3 separate regions of the Mus musculus genome follow, and all the other regions are linked to region 1. Evidence: chromatin contacts called from public HiCAR-type and Micro-C data. All regions are on one chromosome and are shown on one strand. The core of a region is the stretch at or near the end of the contact, and the rest is flanking DNA. Distances in the headings are between cores, read along the strand shown.

The links. Hi-C and Micro-C count contacts between places; a contact is called where the count stands out from the background. HiCAR-type assays count read pairs that join an accessible place to other places.
Region 2: a contact with region 1 is called in a Micro-C map of embryonic stem cells, with 12 times the contacts expected there. The contact joins the promoter of Lhx2 here to the promoter of Lhx6 in region 1. A contact is called at or near these places in 4 of 39 promoter capture datasets (cranial neural crest, embryonic stem cells, frontonasal cranial neural crest and 1 more), 27 of 484 Hi-C or Micro-C datasets (LSK cells, cerebellum, differentiating embryonic stem cells and 6 more), 8 of 115 datasets of contacts at active chromatin or transcription factors (embryonic hindbrain, embryonic stem cells and stem cell-derived neural progenitor cells) and 1 of 9 other capture datasets (embryonic stem cells).
Region 3: a HiCAR-type map of embryonic stem cells shows a contact between it and region 1, with 9 times the contacts expected there. The contact joins the promoter of Lmx1b here to the promoter of Lhx6 in region 1. A contact is called at or near these places in 1 of 39 promoter capture datasets (embryonic stem cells), 7 of 484 Hi-C or Micro-C datasets (embryonic stem cells and epiblasts) and 3 of 115 datasets of contacts at active chromatin or transcription factors (all in embryonic stem cells).

The regions. Positions count from the first base shown.
Region 1 is chr2:36,102,338-36,106,492 of GRCm38.p6, forward strand. It overlaps Lhx6 (LIM homeobox protein 6), which reads right to left and starts at 1,723. Exons shown (of 9, transcript NM_001083126.1): 1 at 1,557-1,723; 2 at 1,009-1,191; 3 at 521-642. The coding sequence starts at 1,625.
Region 2 is chr2:38,349,824-38,353,738 of GRCm38.p6, forward strand. It overlaps Lhx2 (LIM homeobox protein 2), which reads left to right and starts at 1,485. Exons shown (of 5, transcript NM_010710.4): 1 at 1,485-2,070; 2 at 3,488-3,690. The coding sequence starts at 1,951. Gm27197 (a long non-coding RNA gene) reads right to left here and starts at 917. Exons shown (of 2, transcript XR_374289.3): 1 at 1-917.
Region 3 is chr2:33,639,766-33,644,197 of GRCm38.p6, forward strand. Lmx1b (LIM homeobox transcription factor 1 beta) reads right to left here and starts at 1,333. Exons shown (of 8, transcript NM_010725.3): 1 at 677-1,333. The coding sequence starts at 833. It overlaps Gm39790 (a long non-coding RNA gene), which reads left to right. Exons shown (of 3, transcript XR_866136.3): 1 at 1-182; 2 at 305-465; 3 at 614-706. C130021I20Rik (Riken cDNA C130021I20 gene) reads left to right here and starts at 1,428. Exons shown (of 3, transcript NR_046275.1): 1 at 1,428-1,579; 2 at 1,711-1,836; 3 at 2,362-4,432.

The DNA of each region.
Region 1 (4,155 bases), core at 473-2,972:
GCGTTGGCACTTGGGGCTGGAGCAGATCTGAGCCCAAAATTGAAAGCAGAGCGAAGCTAGAAGGAGAGTCCCGAGCCTAGTTCAGGATCCCTCCCAGGACAGGCTACGTACGGCACAACTGGAGCTCAAGTTGGAACCAGAGCTGAGCTTACTAGAGATGGAACGGGATGGTTACCGGGATCCGAATGATCCGGGCCAGAGCCTCGGACATCAGAGCTCAACAGAACACACTGGTGCTCGGGGCCAGAAAAGACCAGAGATGGAACCAGACCCGTGGCCAGCGCCTGTCAGATCGGAGGAACCCGAGGCAGATCCCCCGCCAGAACTCAGGCTGAGACTGGCGCTCCCTTCTGTGTAAGACGTGCTGAGTAGGAGGGCCGGGCCAGTGCGCTGAGCCGCGTTGTGCACTCTGAACAGCAGGGCTCAGGAATTGGAGAGCACAGGCCACACAAGTGGCCTAGGCACGCGTGTGCAAGGCGTTCATGCTCCAGCGCTTGCTGGCGGGATGGCCGCTGCCTACCTGAAGTAGTCCATCTTGCAGTAGATCTCCTTGTTCTTGATGTAGCAGCTATTCTGCTGCCTCAGCGATGTGCGACACACGGAGCACTCGAGGCACCGCACGTGCCAGATGAGGTTGTTGACCTGGGGAGGGGGCAGAGGTGGGGGTCGGCTTGGCGCGGGCCTCTTTCACGCCCGCCCCCAGCCTCCCCAGCCTCATTTGCAGAGACAGAGAGACACTGAAGCTCAGAAGGGGCGTATGGCTTCCCTACTTTTCTTCTATAATACAGAGAGGCTCAAGGAAATTGAGATACAGCCTTGCATTCTCTTGTTGGAACCGGGGCAAAAGGAGACCTCCTGTTTGGGAACACTTGCCCAAAGCTGCGCGATCGGTTAGCGGTTGGATTGGGAGGCCGAGGAAAATGGACCTGGCAAGGTCATTGCTTCCCTACAGCTCTTGGGGCTGCAAACCACACCCGTGGGCAAGCAGGCACACCTACCCTGACTCACCTTGAGCAGATACCGGTCCAGGATCTCCAGACCGCAACTGGAGCAGATATTCTTGCCGGCAGACGGCACGGAAGAGGCAGCAGAGGGCGGCGAGCAGACAGACGGTGTGCTGGGCGTACATGGGGAGGCTCTACCTTCGTCCTTGTCCAGAGCGCCTGCCAAGGCCTCTGCGTCTGACTGAGCCTGAAATGGGAGAGAGGAACAGCGAAGCGCTTAGCCGAGTACTCAGAGTTGAATCTGGTTTCCTCGCGCACCGACTGACACCGAAATGTGCCAGGGATGTCGCGCCCTAGGCTGGAGTACAAGAATGAAAGGACCTATTGGAGAAGAAGGGACGGCCCCCAACTTTTAACACAGCGCATCCTGGGTGCAGGAAGCAGCCAAAGCTCACATTCCAGGCCAGAAAAACCAAGGCTCAACGAGAGGCGGCTCCTATCGGCAGTTTTCCAGCGCAGGGGTAGAGGTTGGTAGCCGGAAGGCTGAGCCAGAAGCCCTGGCCTGTGCTGTTGGGGGGACTCGGGGCCGAAAGCAGGACCGAAAGGACTCACCATGGCAGGCGGAGCGGTCCCTTCGAGACAGCGGGTGGTCGCTTTGCAGCCGGACCCTGGCTGGGCCATCACCTGGGGGAGGGGGAGGGAATGCAGGCGACGGCGGCTGCTGAACTGGCTCGGAGCTGTCAGAGCCCAGCGCCTCCCCTCGCCTGTTATATAAACCGGCGCTGAACAATGAGTCCTAACTTTGTAGTGGGCATTTAAAGCCCTTCCCCACAAAAGCGGTGTCTCTCTAATGAAGCAATTTGAATTTGGATTGGGTTTTTTTCCCTCTCTCTCCCCCTCTCCCTGCACTTAACCCGTGGCTCTTGAAGTAATCGCTTAGTTCCTTTGCAATCCAAGCCTCTGAGGGGGAAAAAAAACACGCGCACACACACAAACTACCTGCAATTAGAAATTGTCGTGAATGCCCAAGATAAGAGGTAGCCAGAGTGTCAATTCCAACTGTCAATCAGTGAGATCCATCAGGCCGCCCAAAGAATTGCAAATTTGATTTTTTAATGGTAGTAATTAAAAATCGAATTTTTTTCTCCCTCCGCCCCCTCCCTTCTCCTACTCTCGGTACAAAATGCAAAAAGGAGAAAAGAGAGAAAGAAAGAAAATAAAAAGGAGATGGGGGTGGTGGTGGTGGTAGTGGTGGTGGTGGTTGAGAAAATAAAACCCAGAGCGCTAGGAGCATCCGCCCGCTCGACGCGCGCCGGGAAATTGAAGCGGGGATATTGACACCGATTCAAACGCCTTTGGAGGGCCAGTTCAAGGGAAGCCCCAAGCCAAAGAGGGCGAGATCGGCGAGTGAAATGAGGCCAAAAAGAGAAAAGAGAGGCCTCTTGGAGGAGGAAAGAGAACCCTCCAGACTCTTGGAGCTCCCGGGACCGGCCCCTCATCGAGATCCTCAGCGTTGCGCCGGCACAACCTCTGGCGCATCGGCGCTATCAGCGTCTATTCAGACGGACAATACTGGCCTCGCCTCCTCTTGATTCGCCTATGTCTTTGCTAAATCGCTTTTTGAGAAATTCCTCCAACATTTGCATAATGTGTTCCCGCTTTCCGCGACCCCCCACCCCCGCCTGCCCGCTCGCACGCTCACACACTTGCAGACACACTCTCCCGGGCTCACTCAGCACCCCTCCTTCCTGCTGCCGCCCGCCACCCGACCCGGCCCGGTTGAATCCCGGCTCCCGCTGGCCCCAGGATCCCCGACGCTCACCCACTCGCCTGCTTGCTCACCTGGTCGGTGGTGGGGCCGCCCTCCGCCGGCAACCGGCAGCCCTCGGGCAGCGCCGGGGCGGCGCTCTCATGCTTCCAGTACATGGGCCCGGGAGCGGGAGGGCTCGGTGGGCGCGCAGTGCGAAGAGAGGCGCAGAGTGGGGCCTCGGGCGTCCTGGGGGCAGAGGCTGCTGGGAGAGCTGGAGAACCGAGGCTCCGGCCCCGCCGCCCCGGGCCCAGCCCCAGCTCCCCGCCCCCGGCCTGAGCGCAGTCCTGGCCTCCCTGGCTGCCAGCACCACTGCCTCTGAAGAAGGTCCCGACAAACTTGGAGAGGTCCCTGCAGCTGCTTCTGCGGCTGCCGCCTCCTCCTCCTCTTCCTCCTCCTCCTCTTCCTCCTCCTGTTCTCCCTCCTCGTTGTCCTCCTCCCCTTCCAGCTGCGGCGACGACCGCCCTGCCGCTGGAGCCCCGCTCCGTTCAAGATGAGTCATGCGTGACCAATCCCCTCCCCGCTAAGAAGAGCGAGACACTCCAAAGGAGGCAGAGACTCAGAGACATACACACACAGAGAGACACACTGAAACTAGGCGCTACAGGGAGACTCTTGGAACATGCTAACATACAAAGACACTGGCGGGGCACATATCCTCACAGCTCCTTCTGCCGCCCCTCCCTCAAGGGCACCCACTGCCGCCCTCACACAACGTTAATAGGTGCGAGAGGAATCCGTGGTCAGCCCATCTACAAGGCTGGATTCCACATGAAGCCACGTTCTGTTGATGTAGTGCTGAGCCTGGTATATTTGTGTCGCAAATGGTCACCTGCTCACACCAATCCTTCAGGTCCTAGACTTCGACACACCCCTCAAACTCCTGCAAAAATATCCCTGCTTCATGACAACCGGAGCTTGCACCAGCTTCTAAAGGCTGAACAGGGCTGGGGGCAGGGGAGCCTGTGCTAGTGAGAGTGGGAGGGTAGGTCCCTTGGTTCTTTTGGAATGAATTACTTGGGACATCCACTTCCACTTCAAGATTTACCTAATCATACTTTCTACGTACTATAGGACTCTAAGGATGATGAGAGTTAGGGAAAGGCAAAGACCCAGACATTTAGATAGCAGGCACAAGCCCCAAACAGAGAACTCTCAAACTCAAAGGTCTGACACTGACAAACACTGACATTTATAGCCTCAGCCTTCTTCCTCAAACACCAACTATGCCAGAGAAGTGTGTAAATGTGTGTCTTCTTCTAAAACACTGTGCACACTCAGACTTAGACCTAGTCCTGCATAGAGCTACCCACCCACCACACAGACCACCCCTCCCTAACTGCCCTCATTTACAGATGTAAACAGCACCCCCTCAAATCACGCTTACACTTGTACACACAGCCG
Region 2 (3,915 bases), core at 235-2,734, 2.2 Mb after region 1:
CCACTATCACATGGAAAGAAAGCAACTTGTAAAACGGACCTAGAAAGGAGTTTCAGTAACTGTCTTGCCCTTTTTCTTTTTCACCCCAAATCACATTTTCTTTTCTTTTTTTCTTCTTCCCGAATCCCTTCCTGTTCCACCAGACACCTAGCCATTGCCCCGGGTTCAGCCACGAGACTCAGGGCTGGCAGTTGGGATTTGCTGGGCAGGCCATGTTATTGTTAGTTCTTGTGCAACCAGGTGGCAGGGTGGGTCCAGAGTGGGAGAGCTAGTGGGATGGAGTACCCCATAGGAAGGAAGAGAATAGGCCTCTGGTCTTTAAGAACTGCCAAGTATATCCCGGAGTGAGAAGATCCAAATAGGAAAAGAAAAAGAGGGAGCGATTAAGAAATTCGCTGAGTGCCTACTATGCTCTATATATTTTCCACTCATTTCTTTCATCACACCCAAACACCTAAAAGGAGGGGGCCTTCTTGTTTCCCTTTGAGAAAGTCAAACATTGTAAAGGAGGTTGAGTCACTGTCTCCGGATCACACTGCACGTACATGGGAGAGAGCTATGGACTCCTTGTTTCTTTTTCTGAGTTCCTAAAGACATGCCTCCAGACTGCAGAGCTTTGGAGAAATCCAGGAGCTACACGCCTGGCAGTATAGTCCCTAGCTCACTTGAAGAGAGGATATGCTGGCCGGCCCGCTACCCTTGGGAGTCATTGCTCTGGTGGCACTTGCGCCTGGTCCCCGGGAGGGCTGCGCTGCTAAACGCAGCGCAGAGAGTAGCGCCCCAGACCGAAGCCCAGATGGGCGGGAAGCAGCCGAAGGCTCTTGAAACAGTACTCCTGGTCTGTCTTCTCTGCCCCTCCTCAACCCCAGGTTCCAGAGGCCAAGGGGGAGAATGGAGACTTCCTCAAGCATCCTTTGGCAGCGCTTTTTTAGGACAGAGACTCCAGGAAAGGTTTAATTTTTCTTCCTGAAGAAACACAGGAAACTGTTCGCAGCCTAGAAAACTCCAAACCCCGCGCTCTCCCTTCTCCCTCCCTTGCGCCTCCTCCTCCAGCCTCGCCCACCAGCTCCCACCACCTCCTCTCTCCGCTCCTCTCCTCCTCTAGCCTTTCCCCTCCCTTTGGGTCTCCCGCCTTCCCGGAGCACGCGCTGCCAAGGCCTGGGGCGGCGGGCGGCCAATGGCACGGCGGCAGGACGTGATGTCAGGCGCGGCTGTAGAAAAGGCGCGGAGGCTTGCGCTGGCGCGGACTGCAGAGCCGAGGCTGAGCTCGGCGCGCGCTTGGGTAGCGTTGCGCGCGGCTGGGCCCGCGGCCGTCGGCTCCTCCTCCCACTCTGCTCCTCCTCCTTTTTCCTCCTCCTCCACCTCCTCCGCCGCCGCCTCCTCCTCCTCTTCCTCCTCCTCCTCTTCAATTCTCCCAGTGGCTCGGCTCAGCTCGCAGGCTTCGCGGAGACCCCCTACTCCAGTTCGCCTTTGGTTGGGAACACACCCCGGGGGGAAGAGACGTGCAGGCATCTGGGCCGCCGCGGGCACCTAGCTGTTCCTGGGTGAACCCCGACTGCAGCCACCGCCGCCTGGGGCAGAGTTTGCGCCCCTGATTTGCGCCCTGGGCGCCAGAACCCAGCTAGCGATGCCTGCGGCGTGAAAGCGCCCACAGCGGGCGCCGACCTCTGCCCTGGTCTCCCGCCCCCACCTCACCCCCTGCCCTTGTGACCCTGGCTTCGGCGCCGCCGTCCAGGCGCCCCGCGATGTAGCTGCCCCCACGCCTCGGCGGGAGGCGTCCTGGCCCGCAGGCGCCCGCGGCCCGGAGCCCAGCCTGGGGGCGCAGCCGAGCTCGGGCGGGGCCGGGGCCGCGGTGGCGATGCACTGGGCCGGTTAACGCCGGGAGCGCCAGGCAGCTGAGGCGGGGGGCAAGCCCTTCCTCGGGGCAGCCGCATCCCCGGTCCCGCCGCGATGCTGTTCCACAGTCTGTCGGGCCCCGAGGTGCACGGGGTCATCGACGAGATGGACCGCAGGGCCAAGAGCGAGGCTCCGGCCATCAGCTCCGCCATCGACCGCGGCGACACGGAGACGGTAGGCGCGCGGCTGTGGAGTTGGGGCTGAGAGCTGGGACCTGGCGGGGCCAGCCAGCGCCTCTGTTCCCCGAACTTTAGGTAGAGTCCTCCGAGACGCACGGGACCAAGGCTGGGGAATCCTCGGACAGGGTGCAAGGCCCGGGGCACCAGACTCAGGGGAAACTCAGCTGCTAGAGAGGAGGAGGGAGTCAAGGTTGAAACCCAGATCTGGACTGCGAGGGTGGAGGAGAACGTTGTTCTAGAAGTGGAAGGGGAGTGGAAGTGGAGGCCACTCTCTTCTCTCCGCTCCCGGAGGCGCTCCGGTCCACAGACCTGACTCTCCACTACTTTGCTCCTGGTGCTGGCGCCGACGCCTCGGGAAAAGGGAGAACCGGTGGAAGCCCTAGCTGGTTTGAATCGCTTTCAGTCTTCTGGCAGTCTGGGATTCTCTCCTTAGCTCAGTTTCAGGGCCCTGCGACATCTGGGCCAGCACTTTCCGTTGATCGTGACCCGTGTTCCTAACTGGCTAGATTTGGCCAGGCAATGGTTCGGAGTTCAGTCACCGGCCTGGCTTCTGCGGAAGGAGACTCCATTAGGTTCTCTGTACCTGGCTCTGCTGTCCCGGCCCCAAATAGCCTCCCCCGGGGCCAGACTAGCAGACGCTGCCTAAGCAGCGGCTGCAGTGACCTTTAGAGACCGAGGAGGTGGGAAGCCTGGCCCGAGTTTCTCCCTTCTAGAGCCACAGCTCCGTGACCTCCGGGTTTCCCCTAAGCCTTTCTTTCCGGATAAACCTCCGCTGCTCAGTTTTATTAGGAAAAAAATTTCACATGGGCCTGCCTTGCACCCTCCTGGAAGGTCGCCCTGTATCCCACTTAACCTACTCGCAAGACCCAAGCGGGAACCAGAAGTTGCTGGACTTGCCCTGGGCTGAACCTTTGGTCTAAGGATCAAGAGGCTACTGAGGCTTGGGGCCAGGAACCCTGCTGCCTCTGAAGAGGAGTACCGGTGGAGGAAGACTTTTAATACTCACCTTACTTTACTGTCTTGGTTCTTTTCTGAGGCCCAGCACCTTTAATAAACACTTTGAGGAATTCCCTTGGAGAGCTTGGGGGAAGAGACCCCTCTGTCCCAATACTTAACCGCTGTGAGGATATCCTGGGGCAAGGGCACGAGGGCAGGAATAGGGAGACCTAAGGCCTGAGAACAACTTAGAACTGTAAAGTGTTGCTGCAGCGGCTTGGCTCGGTGGTTGCCTGGAGCTGAGCTGTGCAGCTTGGGCCTGGTAGATGGAGAAAATGGGCTGCCCAGTTAGACCGTCCTCTAGGCGGATTCAGATATAACCAGGGCCAGGGAAGGAGCTCAGGGAGAGTTTTCTTGGTGGGAGCATAGCTGTAGGCTGTCCCTTATGGCAGTGTTCTGTCTTTCTCCTTTTGTAGACCATGCCGTCCATCAGCAGTGACCGGGCAGCGTTGTGTGCTGGCTGTGGGGGCAAGATCTCTGACCGCTACTACCTGCTGGCAGTAGACAAGCAATGGCACATGCGCTGCCTCAAGTGCTGTGAATGCAAGCTCAACCTGGAGTCGGAACTCACCTGCTTCAGCAAGGATGGCAGCATCTACTGCAAAGAAGACTACTACAGGTAGATCCTACCCAGACCCTGCCCATTGGCCTTCAGGGACCCACACCTTCCACCTCCTTGGCTTTCACTCCCAGTCCAGGTTGCCCCACCCAAGACCCTTCTTCTCCAAGCCAGCACCCACCAAAATTTGGTGACAACTTTCTAAATTAGCAATTCGGGGCACCCTTGGAAAGAATCATGAAGTGTAGGAACAGAAAAACCAATGTTACCCTCCTTTCTGAGTTT
Region 3 (4,432 bases), core at 83-2,582, 2.5 Mb before region 1:
CCAGAGACCCGGCAGCCCTAGACAGCACGCTCCTTTCCGTAAGCTGGGGCGCCGTGAGGCCGAGGGCCTGCAGCCTTGGCTGGGCGCTGCGCTCTCCCCGCTCGCGGAGATCCAGCGGATGGTGTTATTACCAACGAGAAGGAGCTCCGCGCGGGGTGGCCGGCTGGAACCCAACCAGCGAGGTGAGGCCAGGACACTCGCTGGCTGACACGCCCCACGATGCTGTTGGAACCTTCTACCCCAAGAACCGCGGTTGGGATAGACCCGGGGATAGTTTTCTCTTCTAAAAGCTCCCCTTCCCCAGGTGACCTGGCCTCTCTCCCGGGCTCTAAGGAGACAACTTGGTTCTCCAGCATCCCTGCCACCCGCTTCCCACCCCAGCTCAGTCCAGTGTAGCAGCACTAGAACCCAGACCCGGAGAGGACGGTGTGAGTGACGGCTGAGGCTGTTCAGTCCTCTGTCTAGGTGACGTCCCTGAACGTTTTCCCCTCAGGGAGCTCTGTCTCGGTGTGCTTGTTACCCCTCCGGTGGTCATTCCAGGGGTCCGGACCCCCTCCCCACGTCCTGAAAACCTATTTTCTTTATTCTTTGCCCCTCACGCCGGTATCCACAGCGGCACGACGGACAACCCTACCCCCTGACCCGCACTATTCGAGCGTTGCGACCCAGCACTCACCCAGCAGCACCCCCAGGGTGGCGGGCCCGGGGCGAAGGGCGTGCTCCTCCATCTTGATGCCGTCCAACATCTTGATGCCGTCCAACATCTTGGCGCAGTCCGTCTGCCCGCGAGGGAAGCACCTCTCCAGCGACTCGGGACCTGTTGCTATATCCATGGGACGCCCGGCGCGCTGCGGACCCCGCCGGCTGGGCCGCTCACCCTCCGGCCCGTCCGCCCGCTCCGCTGCAGCCGGGGAGGCGCGGCGCCCGCGGGGTCGGGGCCGCCCGCTGCCCCGGGGCGAGCGTGGAGCGGCGGCGCGCTGGCCCCGGGCCCCGGCGTCGTGCGGGAGGGCCCGGGCGGCTGGCAGCCCCGCGCGCCGCTCTCTACCGGCTACTCGCAGCCACGCGCACTCGCTGCTCGCCTGTCACCTGCTTGTCAGCCCCGGGTCCCGGCTGCAGCAGCGGGCGGCACGCGGAGCCGCCCGGAGGAGTAGGAGGAGGCGGCGGCGGCGGCGGCGGGCGGGGGAGGGGGCGGGGGTGCAGGGGCGGCCCCGCGGGCTGGGGGGGCGCGGGCGTCGCAGCAGGGTCCCGGGCGGGGCGCAGCAGGCCGCGGGGCTCCAGGCGCGCTCCCCGCACTACTCCAGTGCCATGGTGCGCCCGAGGAGCCGCTCGGTTTAGAGCTGGGGCTGGCGGCGGAGGGATACTCCGGCCCCGAGCCGCCTCACCCCTCCTCAAACTTCCTGACATTTGAACTCATTGGTGCGCCTCGTATCACTGCGCCGGGATGAGCCGGCTGCTCCACGTCAAATAGTGCCGTCGCCTCCCCCCCTCCCTGCGGGAGGGCTCCCTTAGCCCCCGTCCTGCACCCCGTGCCGCGCCCTGAATCCAGGCGACCATCCTGTCCACCATTGGCAGAAGTTTGGTTAGCCATCGAAACAAATCCTGTGCCCCACCCCTCTTGAAAAATTGATTTGGGAGTTGGGGAAATCAGGCTTTCTTTTTTTTCTTTCTTGCCTTTTTTATTATTAATATTTTTGTTGTTTTTTTTTTAAGCTCCAGCGCTCAGAGGAGTGGCCCCAAGCGAGGCCAGACTGTGAGGACGGCGGGGAACGCAGCGACTTCTCCAGGGGACAGCGCCAGGCGGGAGCGGCTGGCCCAAACCCGGACTCGTAGTCTAAGGTAGGTCGCAGGGTCTGAGTTGGTGTCCCCTCGGGAGGCGGGGCCTGCACCGGACAGCCTGGTGTGCTGAGAGGGCTCCTAGGGTCGAGGGATGGGGAACATCAAATGTAAGCAAGAACCGCTGGCCCCGGACTCGCCAAAGGGAACCCTGACCTGGGGAGGGGGTGTAAGGGCTGTAGTTTGAGTAAGTAGTCCCAAAAAGCCCAGGCCTGGCAGAAATAGGGCGGGGGAATGAGTTGAGGGGGCTCTCATAGCCAGAATGGGAGATCTTGGGTGAAAGAGGACGGTCAGGCCCGGGTTGAGACCAAGAGAGTGTTAAGAGGGTCAACAGGGCTCGGAAAGATATCTTGTTCCCGGCCGGGGTCAGTGGGCGAAGGCTGGGCCTCCCAAGGCTTGGAGTATGAGGGGCAGGTAAGAAGTGGTGTCCTCAAGATCTAGGGGTGGAGGCCTGGAACGGCATGGGTACAGTCGTTCTAAGGAAATCTGTGTGACCTCTGAAATCGGTGCCCTTTCATTGTGGCTAAGGGACCTGGCCAGGGTTAGAGACTGAGCGCTGGCCACCCTTGGCAAAGTGGGCCTCGACAGCGGGCAACGCAAGGCCAGCGGCACGCAGCTGGAGACTCCTGGGTGCATCCGGCCAGACATCCGCGAGAAAACTAGAAGACGTCGCATCGGGAAACAGGGTACCTTCGGCCCCACCACTCCCGCGCGGGTTTCGTCCTGGAATAGCAGGAGGGATGGTGCGGTCCCAGGGCAGGAGTTAACAGCCCCTGCGAGCTGCTGCTGGGCGGCCCTGGCCCCTCCGGCTGTGGAGCAGCGGCGCGAAGCCGGGAGGGGATGGAGGGCTCGGAGGGCGGGTCCCCTGACCCCGCTAGAGGCGAGAGGGCGGATCAGATTTGGAGCCTGAGGGAGGCTTGGTCAGAAGTGGCCCCCTGTGCTGGGGGGGCCCCCCGGAGGGGCCCGGCTTTGTGGAGGATTAGCGGTCACCGCCCCACCCCAGTACCTGCGTGTGTGTCGGTGGGTATCGGAGTGTGTCTGTGTGTGTCCGCGCTCCCGCCTCGCGGAAGCTATTGAGAACGTGTGCACCCGTATTCCTGTGCACATACATTTTGTGTTTGTGTGTCCTTACGTCTTTCCAGGCAATGAGTGTGTGTGTTTTCGGTACACGTCTCTCGTGCTTCTATGTCATGTTTTTTACACGTCTTTGTGTGTGTCCTCGTGAAGGTGTAGATAGTGAAGATGTCTACGCCTTTGTATGCGCCTCGGCCCCTTTAGCGAATCTGGTAGATTTTTCTCTATAAGTGTGTCTCTGAGTTACCTTTGTGTTTCTGTTTGCCCCGGAGCTCCTGAATTGTTCTGTGTCGCCCAGGGGTTTTTGTGTTTGTGGCTTTGTGTTCTGTGTATTTCTCGGCGCCTTTGTGTATCCAGGAGCATGGGTATGTGGATGTAGAGTTTTCTTCACCCACCCTTCGTCCTTGTTTTTACCCAGTGTGAAAAATCTAAGGCCTTGAGCCCTGAGGTTGGGCAGAGGCCTGGGCCTGGATCTGGACCGCCTTCTCTGGGTATCTGGGCCCTGGCGCGTTACTGCGGGAAGAAGCCGAGCGGGTAAAGGCTGGGGCGTGCAGAGCCGGGAGGCACCGAACCGCTCGCAGAAGCAGCGGCCCAACCGGGTGCACTCCGCCCTCTGCTGGCCATAGTGTGTCTCTGCAACCACTGCTGGGCACCGAAAGCCCTGGTTCCAGGCCCGGAGCTTCGCCATCTCCTTCAGGCTGAGTCGAAAGAATCTTCTCTGTCTCAAACCTTAAAGACGAACCTCGGACTCTAAGCAATCGCACAGTGTTTCACCCCCATCTTCACCCTCCCATTTCCCCCACGCTCCCTGTGCCTGTCCATTTCTACCCCATTCCTCTCCGTTTTTCTTTGGCTGAATGGTGGCCCCTGTGGCCCGGCTTCAGAGGTTTCCCTGATCCTCTGGCTGGCATCTAAGACCGGGTCTGGACCTTTGACTGTGTTTGCTGCGCGTTCTGCAGTGCTTGAAGCCAGGTCTCAGCACCGAGGGCACACCTGTAGCCCCCCCCCCATTTGATGCATGGCTGGTGTGTTTTCCAAGGCTCAGAGTTTTGGGGGCCTCTCCCTGCGCAGCCCGGCCCACTCGGGTCAGGCTGCCGAAACTGTCGGCAACTGAGTCCAGAGTTCCCTGGGTGAACAGTGGCACCAAGATTGTCTCTAGTCCGATTGAGGACGATGCTCCGTTCACAGATGCCTGTTTCCTTCTGTCCGTTCTCCTCTACCCGTAGGCCTTCTTTGTCCTTACTTTTCAACCCCGAATTGACTAGACCCGGTCTTCACATTGCCCCACATAATCGTCCATGTGTCTCCGAGGCATTCTTAGGGTTCTTGGTCTCCCATCCTTTGCCTCTAAGGAAGAACAATACGACTGGACAGGAGAACACCGGCCTAGGCCTAGACCCACTTCTCTCCGCGGGCCTCAAGCTCCTGGCTTCGCCCGTCTCTTCTGTACAAGCGGATGCCCACCCCTGGCTCTGAGACTCACAACGCAGGTGGCCTATCTCTTCCGCGCCGTCCAACGCGGGAT